2 separate regions of the Zea mays genome follow, and region 1 is linked to region 2. Evidence: chromatin contacts called from public Hi-C data. All regions are on one chromosome and are shown on one strand. Each heading gives the region's core, a stretch centred on a gene start, on an enhancer-like site or on the middle of the called end of the contact. The rest is flanking DNA. Distances are from core to core; before and after follow the strand shown.

The links. A called contact is a pair of places that touch in the nucleus more often than the background predicts.
Region 1: a contact with region 2 is called in a Hi-C map of leaf, with 6 times the contacts expected there. The contact joins the promoter of LOC100272237 here to the enhancer-like site in region 2. A contact is called at or near these places in 6 of 25 Hi-C or Micro-C datasets (bundle sheath, endosperm, leaf and 2 more).

What each region holds. Positions count from the first base shown.
Region 1 is chr4:149,864,368-149,868,317 of Zm-B73-REFERENCE-NAM-5.0, forward strand. It overlaps LOC100272237, which reads left to right and starts at 1,699. Exons shown (of 6, transcript NM_001158813.2): 1 at 1,699-2,268. The coding sequence starts at 1,818.
Region 2 is chr4:149,683,964-149,687,971 of Zm-B73-REFERENCE-NAM-5.0, forward strand. No RefSeq gene overlaps it. Among protein-coding and RNA genes, the nearest start is that of LOC100383867, 44 kb to the left of the region's middle. Within about 2 kb of position 1,953, at least 5 of the 20 cell types and tissues checked have an H3K27ac peak or open chromatin away from gene starts, as enhancers often do. A contact at or near this core is called in leaf and leaf mesophyll, where this site is marked.

The DNA of each region.
Region 1 (3,950 bases), core at 449-2,948, 180 kb after region 2:
AAGGTGTCAGGCGATCCTCGCATTGAATGCGCCTGCGATACGGTCGGTTGGAGAGGCGATTTGGCCAAGGTTGCTTCTCGACGAAGCCTGCCTGAGCTAGGCCTCGGGCGTGCCGAGGGTGTGCCCACTGCCTGAGGAGGCCCTCGGGCGATACGTAACTTCGTCCGGGACTTCAGTTCCTGCCCGAGGCTGGGTTCGGGCGAGGCAAGATCGCTCCCCTTAGGTAGACGAAGCCTTGACCTGAATCGTGCCCATCAGTCTCTGCAACTTGTGCTGATGGTGGTTACCAGCCGTGTATAGGAGTGTTGGGGGTACCCCTAATTACGGTACCCGACAAGTTAAAAAATGAATGGAAATAGATCATGATTCTAATCCGATTTTATCCTTAAACATTATAATGTAAAATTTAGAGCTCATTACCACCATTAAGGCCATCTCTAGCAGACCGTGTAAACAAAGTACTATTTTTGCACTGTATATTGTACTGTTTGTATAGTGAAGTCAGAAATAGAGAGTTTGCTGAGATAGTCTAACCCAATCACTCCCCTTCGCGGGATCATAGCGTTAGCACATACTATAGTGTCATTTGGTTCACATATTTGTAACGTGATGAATGACTGATAATGATAAACTATCTTTGTTTAAGTTCAACCGTAATTAGATATCACACTAGAAACTGATACGAACCTATTTAAATTTATTACCGCGGATATTCGAAACTGATACGAGCTTATTTAAATTTATTACCGTGGATATTCGAGTGTGAATTATTTGTGTTGCCATTTACATATATTTCATAAACGAACAGGATCTATATGCTAGTCAAGTAAGAGCAACTCCAAGAGCCCACTAAAAAACTATTCCCCAAAACTTGTTATTGGGGATTGTTGTAAAAAAAATCCCTAAAAAAATCTAAACCTACAGCAGACTGCTAATAACCAATCTATAAAATGTTTAAAACAACCACGTGGCCACGGCAGTCTGCTATCCTCTGTTGTGCTGCCCGCTACAGCAGCCGATGAGCTGATGGATATTGATCCTAGTACTCTACAATGTGAGGTGATGTGAGATGATGGATCAAAAAACAAGAACATATATATTCATCGTTCATTTTGTTCGATGACTGAAGAAGCAAGCACCGGAGCCCAGTAGGCCGCCGCCTGTTGCTGATCAGCATGGACGTCGTGCTTTCTCTACCAAAAGAACTACGCGCGAAAAAAATACACGGAACCAGGTGCACTGAAGCAATTGGGAAACAATGTGTGACACGTAAATTTGAGGGAGGAAAGGCAATGGATTCGGGACACGAATAATATGGGGGAAAGAAGAGGGAACTGTTGGAGGGCATAAAAAGCATTTTCTTCACATAAAACTCTTTTGGGGTTAGTTTACATGTTTTCTTGGAGATGCTCTAAGTAAATAATTCTAGCACGGTCGCCATAACGGAACGGTCAGAGTCAAACCACGTCCACACTTCCCCACGGCCACGGCCCCTTGCACAGGACTGTTATGCCGCCGTCCGATGGGATCGGACGATCGGCATCTAACCTCGGCAGACGGGCCACACACACCTCAATGCAAGGACAATGCGCACCCGCTGCCGCATGTTACTCCAATAAATTTCGGACACGTACAGGCGGTATAGCCAGTGCGCAGCGCATCGTCACCCAGCCCCGGACCCCCACTCTTTTTTTTTTTCCTTTTCTCTTCTTCCGGAAGTCCCAGCCCGGCAGTCCACCACTCCACCCCCTCCCCCGCTGCTCCAAAAGGCGGGCACCAAACACCAACCCGAGCCCCGAGCACGAGCGCCCAACCAAATGGCGCCGCACACCACCGCTGGAGGCGGGGGCGGAGCCGAGGATGAGGTGTCCGAGGCGGCGGCTGCATCCCCCGCCCTGCGGCACCGCCACGCGGGCAAGGGCGAGGGGCTGGGCGGCAATGGCGGCGCTGGGGCCGACGGCCAGGCGTCCGTGGAGCGGGTGTTCGCGGACAAGGCGGTGCCGTCGTGGCGGGAGCAGCTCACGCTGCGGGCATTCGTCGTCAGCGCGCTGCTGGCCGTCATGTTCAGCGTCATAGTCATGAAGCTCAACCTCACCACGGGGATCATCCCCTCCCTCAATGTCTCCGCGGGGCTGCTCGGCTTCTTCTTCGTCCGCATGTGGACCGCCGCCGCCGAGAGGATGGGCTTCCTCCGCCAGCCCTTCACCAGGCAGGAGAACACCGTCATCCAGACCTGCGTTGTCTCTGCCTACGGCATCGCCTTCAGCGGTCGGTACCCAACCAGACCCCTCCCGTCCCGAACTAATTCGTAATTTCCTATCGTAGCCGTTCTTTGCTTGACACGAACTTGTAGTGCTCGTGCTTTTGGGAGCGGTTGTTGCGTCGATTTCATGCTCGCCTTCGTATGAATCGTCAGGTGTGCCATTCGAATTGTTTGAGCCGCCGATGTGTCGTTCGAATTGGTTGAGCCGCGGATGTGTCGTTCGAATTGGTTGAGCGAACAGCGGATCAATGTCTTTGTTTGGTTTGTCTATAGTGGCTTTTGGATTTGGGAGTATCATGAGTGTATAAGGCAGATAGGAAGAGCCACAGGGGGACACAAAGCGTTCGCAGTTCGCTGTAGTTGGTAAGCCTGGAACGTCAGGGAATCGGTTGTTCTTTTGTCCCAAAAGAAAACACCAACCTATCTCTTTCAATATCGACTCAAAAGTAGAGTTCTCGGCAAAAGTGAAACGATTGGTATATAAAGGACGAGAAAAACTTTAAATCTTCTTGGTCGTTTCGGACATGTTGTTCAGTGTGTCACTGTTAGGTGGACTCACGTTGATTATGTGGTCTCAAGGAGTGCATGATTGCTAGGATAGTCACCTGTTTCAATGAAATGCATAGAAACTAGAGATGAAACTGACGAAAGTTTGTGGTTGCTTCAGTTGCTGAATATAAACATGTAAAAAAGTCAACAAAAATATTCTTCAAATATTTGGTGCTCATGTGTACTCAGGACAGGCTAAAACAGATGAGTCTGATTTGGTTGACTCTTCTTAAAATAGATGCATGGTGCATGCGTGGCCTTTTTCCTTCAGCAGACATGACACATGCATCTGAAGCATTGGTCGAACATAAATAACTATTTATGATCTGCAGGCTTATTTATGAACCATGTTATTTTGTGCGTTGATGCCCAATCTGGCATGTGCAACCACTGGTCTTGCAGGTTGAAATAATTTGAAATTGAATAATAAAACGACATACAAATATGTTGTTCAGCTGGAATTAAAAAGTTACTCATCAGCAAGTTTAATTTTGGCACACGAATGACTTTGATTAGAATAGAACTACATCATAGATAAACTTTGAGCCTTTACCTTTTTGCCTTGGTATGGTAATGGATAAGGTCACAACAGACATACAAAGGGATATCCTTGATGTATGCTTTTTATGCACGATGTAGTACTAGCTGATAAAAGTTGGACAATAGTAAATAGGAAACTAGAGTTTTGGCGAGAGACTCTGGAGTCCAAAAGTTTTAGACTCAGTAGAACTAAGACCAAATATATGCGTTCTGATTTCCACACTACACATGAGGAAGGAGATGTTAATTTGGAAGGTCAAGTAGTGCATAGATTGGACACCTTTAGGGGCCGTTCGGCAGCCCAAGATTGGTTCCAGCTTAGGAACCGTTCCACACCGGGATAGAGTGGATCCGGGTTGTTTTACTAAATCTTGGCCTGGTTTGATTTCACGTGTTCATAGGCATGGCTCCAATCCAAGTGGAAGAGGCGTACAAAGGCCAAGAATGCCCTGGTTTCATTCAGGATTGATTCTATCCGAACAGCCATTTAGGCTTTAGTCCAGTTTTAATCCCAACGACATAATTTCAGACGGAATGGGCCGTATTCCAGGCCATTCCAGGCCAAACCGAACAGGGCCTTAGATATTTAGGATCAATG
Region 2 (4,008 bases), core at 703-3,202:
CCAAAAGGGAACAGAATTGTCATGTTTCCACATACACGTCTCTTGTGGCGTTGAATTATATGCTGCTTCATGGCAAATAAATAAAATATGGTGAGAGGATTTTTTAATAATAACAACAAAATGAACGGTGAGAGGATTTGTGAGGAATGGAAACTAATACTGCACATCCAAAGAAATTAATAACAACTTTACTTTCGCAGTAAAGAAAGATATATTCGACCGGCTGTTCGCAAATCACAACTAATAATTTTAACAATATAATAAAATATTGTGGGTGCAGGATGGGATCATTATTTTGAACTTGTGGAAACAAAATAATTTACGTATTTAAACAAGCAGGGGTGCATCTTAGCATCATTTAAGAACTCATTTGGATCAAATCATTTCCCATGTAGAATATTTGTGACCCTCTCAATTCCCTCCTGAGACTGGCGGTGGGTAAGATATTCAATAGGTACACAAGATCATACACGTGTCCACCTCACCACGGGTACAAAATTACCCTATATACCCACCACCCGCGTGGGAAACAGGTACCCATCACCCATATCCACTAACGTTTCAATAGACATACTCATTTTAACCACGACTTTAAAAACCAAATATAAAATATAGAAGCCCCAAACCTCATCAACAACAAAAGATGTAACAATAGTAAACTATCTTTGTGTGCAACACAAGTTTTTGGTATTTTATATGGAGGACTTCTATAATCTATACCCACATATCATATCTTAACGGGTATATATAGGACAAGAGAGAACATGTCCACACCCACCATTCTTATGGTTATAGAAAATGGCCTAATAAGAGCTCATGGATACCAAAATTCGCTATACACAGGCCCTAATATATGGGGTATTTACACATCGGCTATCAGATACCCATTGACATTTCTATTCCCTCTAATCTCTATGAGGAATGGGTATACCTAAACTAGTATTCCCCGGTATCCATATCTATAAATATTTGAAAACAACATGCACACATACACGCTATTTGTTATCATAGATGTTAATCACCAACCTTGAAATAACTTAACAAAAAATCATGAATGACTTAACAATTAATAAAAAATTATTAAGTTATTTTAGGATGAGTGATCATTACCTAGGATGATGAATAATGCTACCTTAGGTGATGATCAACTATCCTGAAATGACTTACAAAGATCATAAATAACTTAAATTTACAAGTCATTTTAGTGTGGGTGATTATCAACTAAGGTGATGAATATAACACATATATAATATATGTGTTATTAGGGGTGGAAACGAGCCGAGCTGAGCCGAGCTCGTCTCGGCTCGCCCATCTAGCAAGCTCTCTAAATTATAATATAAAATCTAAAAAAAATTTAAATAACATATTTTAAATTAGTAAAATAGATATATCACTAATATAATATATAAAATAGATTATTTTTTATAGTAATCTTAAATAACATAAATTAATTGTCTACTCGGTACTAATGTTATATGCTAATTAAGATTTTATGCAATAAATTATTGTTGGGTCGAGCCACGAGCCAGCTCGCAAGCTGCACCGAGTCGAGTTGGCTCGCTCTTTTCACGAGCCACAAAAACAGGCTCGGCTCGGGCTGCTGCGAGACCGAGCCAGCTCGTCGAGCTTTTTTTTCAGCCCTACATATATACACATATATAGAGAGATGTTAGAACCGAGCCGTCACAGTCGGTTCCCTGACGAGTGAAGACGACGCAGACCGTCGGCGAACGCTGGCCACGATCACCACGGCGTAGGATCACTGATTTGGAACGCAGTCACACACATCTAGAAAAATATCACACGAGAGAATTTGGCCTGCAGACTGATGGCTGCAGCTTTTCTGAGTTTATTCTCTAGTCAATAATGAACGAGATATATCCGGCTTATAGCCGTTTCCCCGTCGCACGAAGGCTCCACGTCTCTTGTAATTTCGGATCAGAAAGACGTGCACAACGCAAATACGACGTCACGACGGGGTAACCTACATGGCGGTCATGGAATGGTCTGTGCGCGTTCCAGCCACCCATGAAACTACGCCAAACAAACTGAACGCGTGAATACTGGTTCCAACAAGATTACATGGTGCTCAGCACTTTATTTGTCTAACAAGAGATAGATAGATTATGTACCTTGGATGCAGCCATTTATAACGTAGGGGTTGCCAAGAGCGTAACTGGGACAGAAGCAATTGTAGCCTCCACCAGATGGTAGGACATAACTGTCCTGATTCATCTTGCCACTTTCACAGCTTGGTTGGTCTGTGATGACCATCTCAAGCCACGAACCTCCAACATTGCTTGAGTTTACCCAACTTGAGTAGAGATCGTCTGTATAGTAACCGTATCGATTCGATACAATAACCTTGACATCAGGGTGTTGTTTTGCTACTGCGACGTCATGACGAACAACTTTGACGCCATACGCTCGTAGTTTCAGGTCCGACGCCAACATGATCTTGCAGCAGCCATCGTTCGTCCCTGACAGTGTCCCTCCACAGTAGAACTTCCCTTGATCTCTTTTTCGTCTCTGCAGCAAGTGCTTGTGCAAGCACCGATGAGATGGCCTGTACTATGGCTGAACAGGTAGACGTCGACATCCGCAGCCCACAACGCGCAGGTCGTTCCCTGCTCCATCCAGCATGACGCCCTTGGCAGGGGCCTCCCATGTCCTGTGGTAGGTGTTCACCCCTGGGCTCTTGGTGATGTGGAAACCAATTGTAGAAACATAAACATAGTTATAGCCGTCGACGATGGAAGGAATTGATCTGAGTGCTGGTACTGTTTGCAAAAAAGAGGCCAGGAGGATGCGTTGTGTGGTTGCAGGTGAGCTCGAAGCCTTGCTTGAAGCAGCCTGGTCCTACGCCGAAGGGGCAGGAGATTTTGATGTCCCCACAGCGTGAGGGGCAGTGTGACAGGGAAGCACTAGAAGGAATAGTATGGAGGGGCTGCTGCCTGCTAGAGGTTCAGCCAAGAATTAGAGCATACACATTTTTTTTGGAAATGGAAATATCGTTCCGGCCTTTTGCATTTTCATGCATACAGCCATACAACTCAAATAATACATCATCCCAACAATTTGTGAATCAAACAAACTTCAACTTAAAATATGGTATGGAATATAAGATCACAAACACTAAACCGCGTCAATCCTTGTATTAGACCGTCACCCGTGGCTCGCGAAGACCTCCATGGCCACCACCTCCAAAGACTGACACACGACAAGGATTTGTTGTTGTGTTTCTTCCTTCTGTAGGAGTCTCCAAAATCTAAACCAATGTATACCTCTGAAAATCACCTGTATAATTGACGGTATATGGTTATGATTAAACACCACATCATTACAGCGTGAGGGGCAGTGTGACAGGGAAGCACTAGAAGGTAGGGATGAAAACGGACGGAAATGGACGGAAAAACCCCTCTCCCGTTTCCGTATCCGCATTTTATCATCGGAAACGGGATCGGGTCCGGAATCGTCGGCGCTAGAACACCGCCGTGGATCCGCCTCGCGTCGCGAGCAGGGTGGTTGCCGCCTCTACTCCCGGTAAGAAGCCCGTCCAAACGATTCGCCTTCACCTCCTCGTTGCGTAGCACCCGTCAATTTTGGGCTTGGGGCATTGAATCGCGGGCGCGCCGGCGAGCCTCCACCGCGGATACTGTGCTGCGCCGCCACGCCTCGGGTCGGATTGGAGAGGATGGTTGTGCACCGTCTGATCCACGTCAACGGCCACGATTAGATGTTGGATACCGTTTCGGTTCAGCGTCACGGAACGTCCGATCTAAATCGTGTGCACAGGATTAGATCTTAGGTTTTTAAATCAGGAGCGTTGCACTTGGATCTGACGGCTGATATGGCGTACCGCTTCATCGCGCTAGGATTGAATCCAGACCGCAGGATCTGGATCGTTCGGCCCACAATAGAGCCCCTAGAGTTTTAAGCAATCAACCCGCAGTCCACTCAGTAGCGTTTTGAGTCTTAGAAGAGTTTGCACCGTGACCCCTGAGTTTC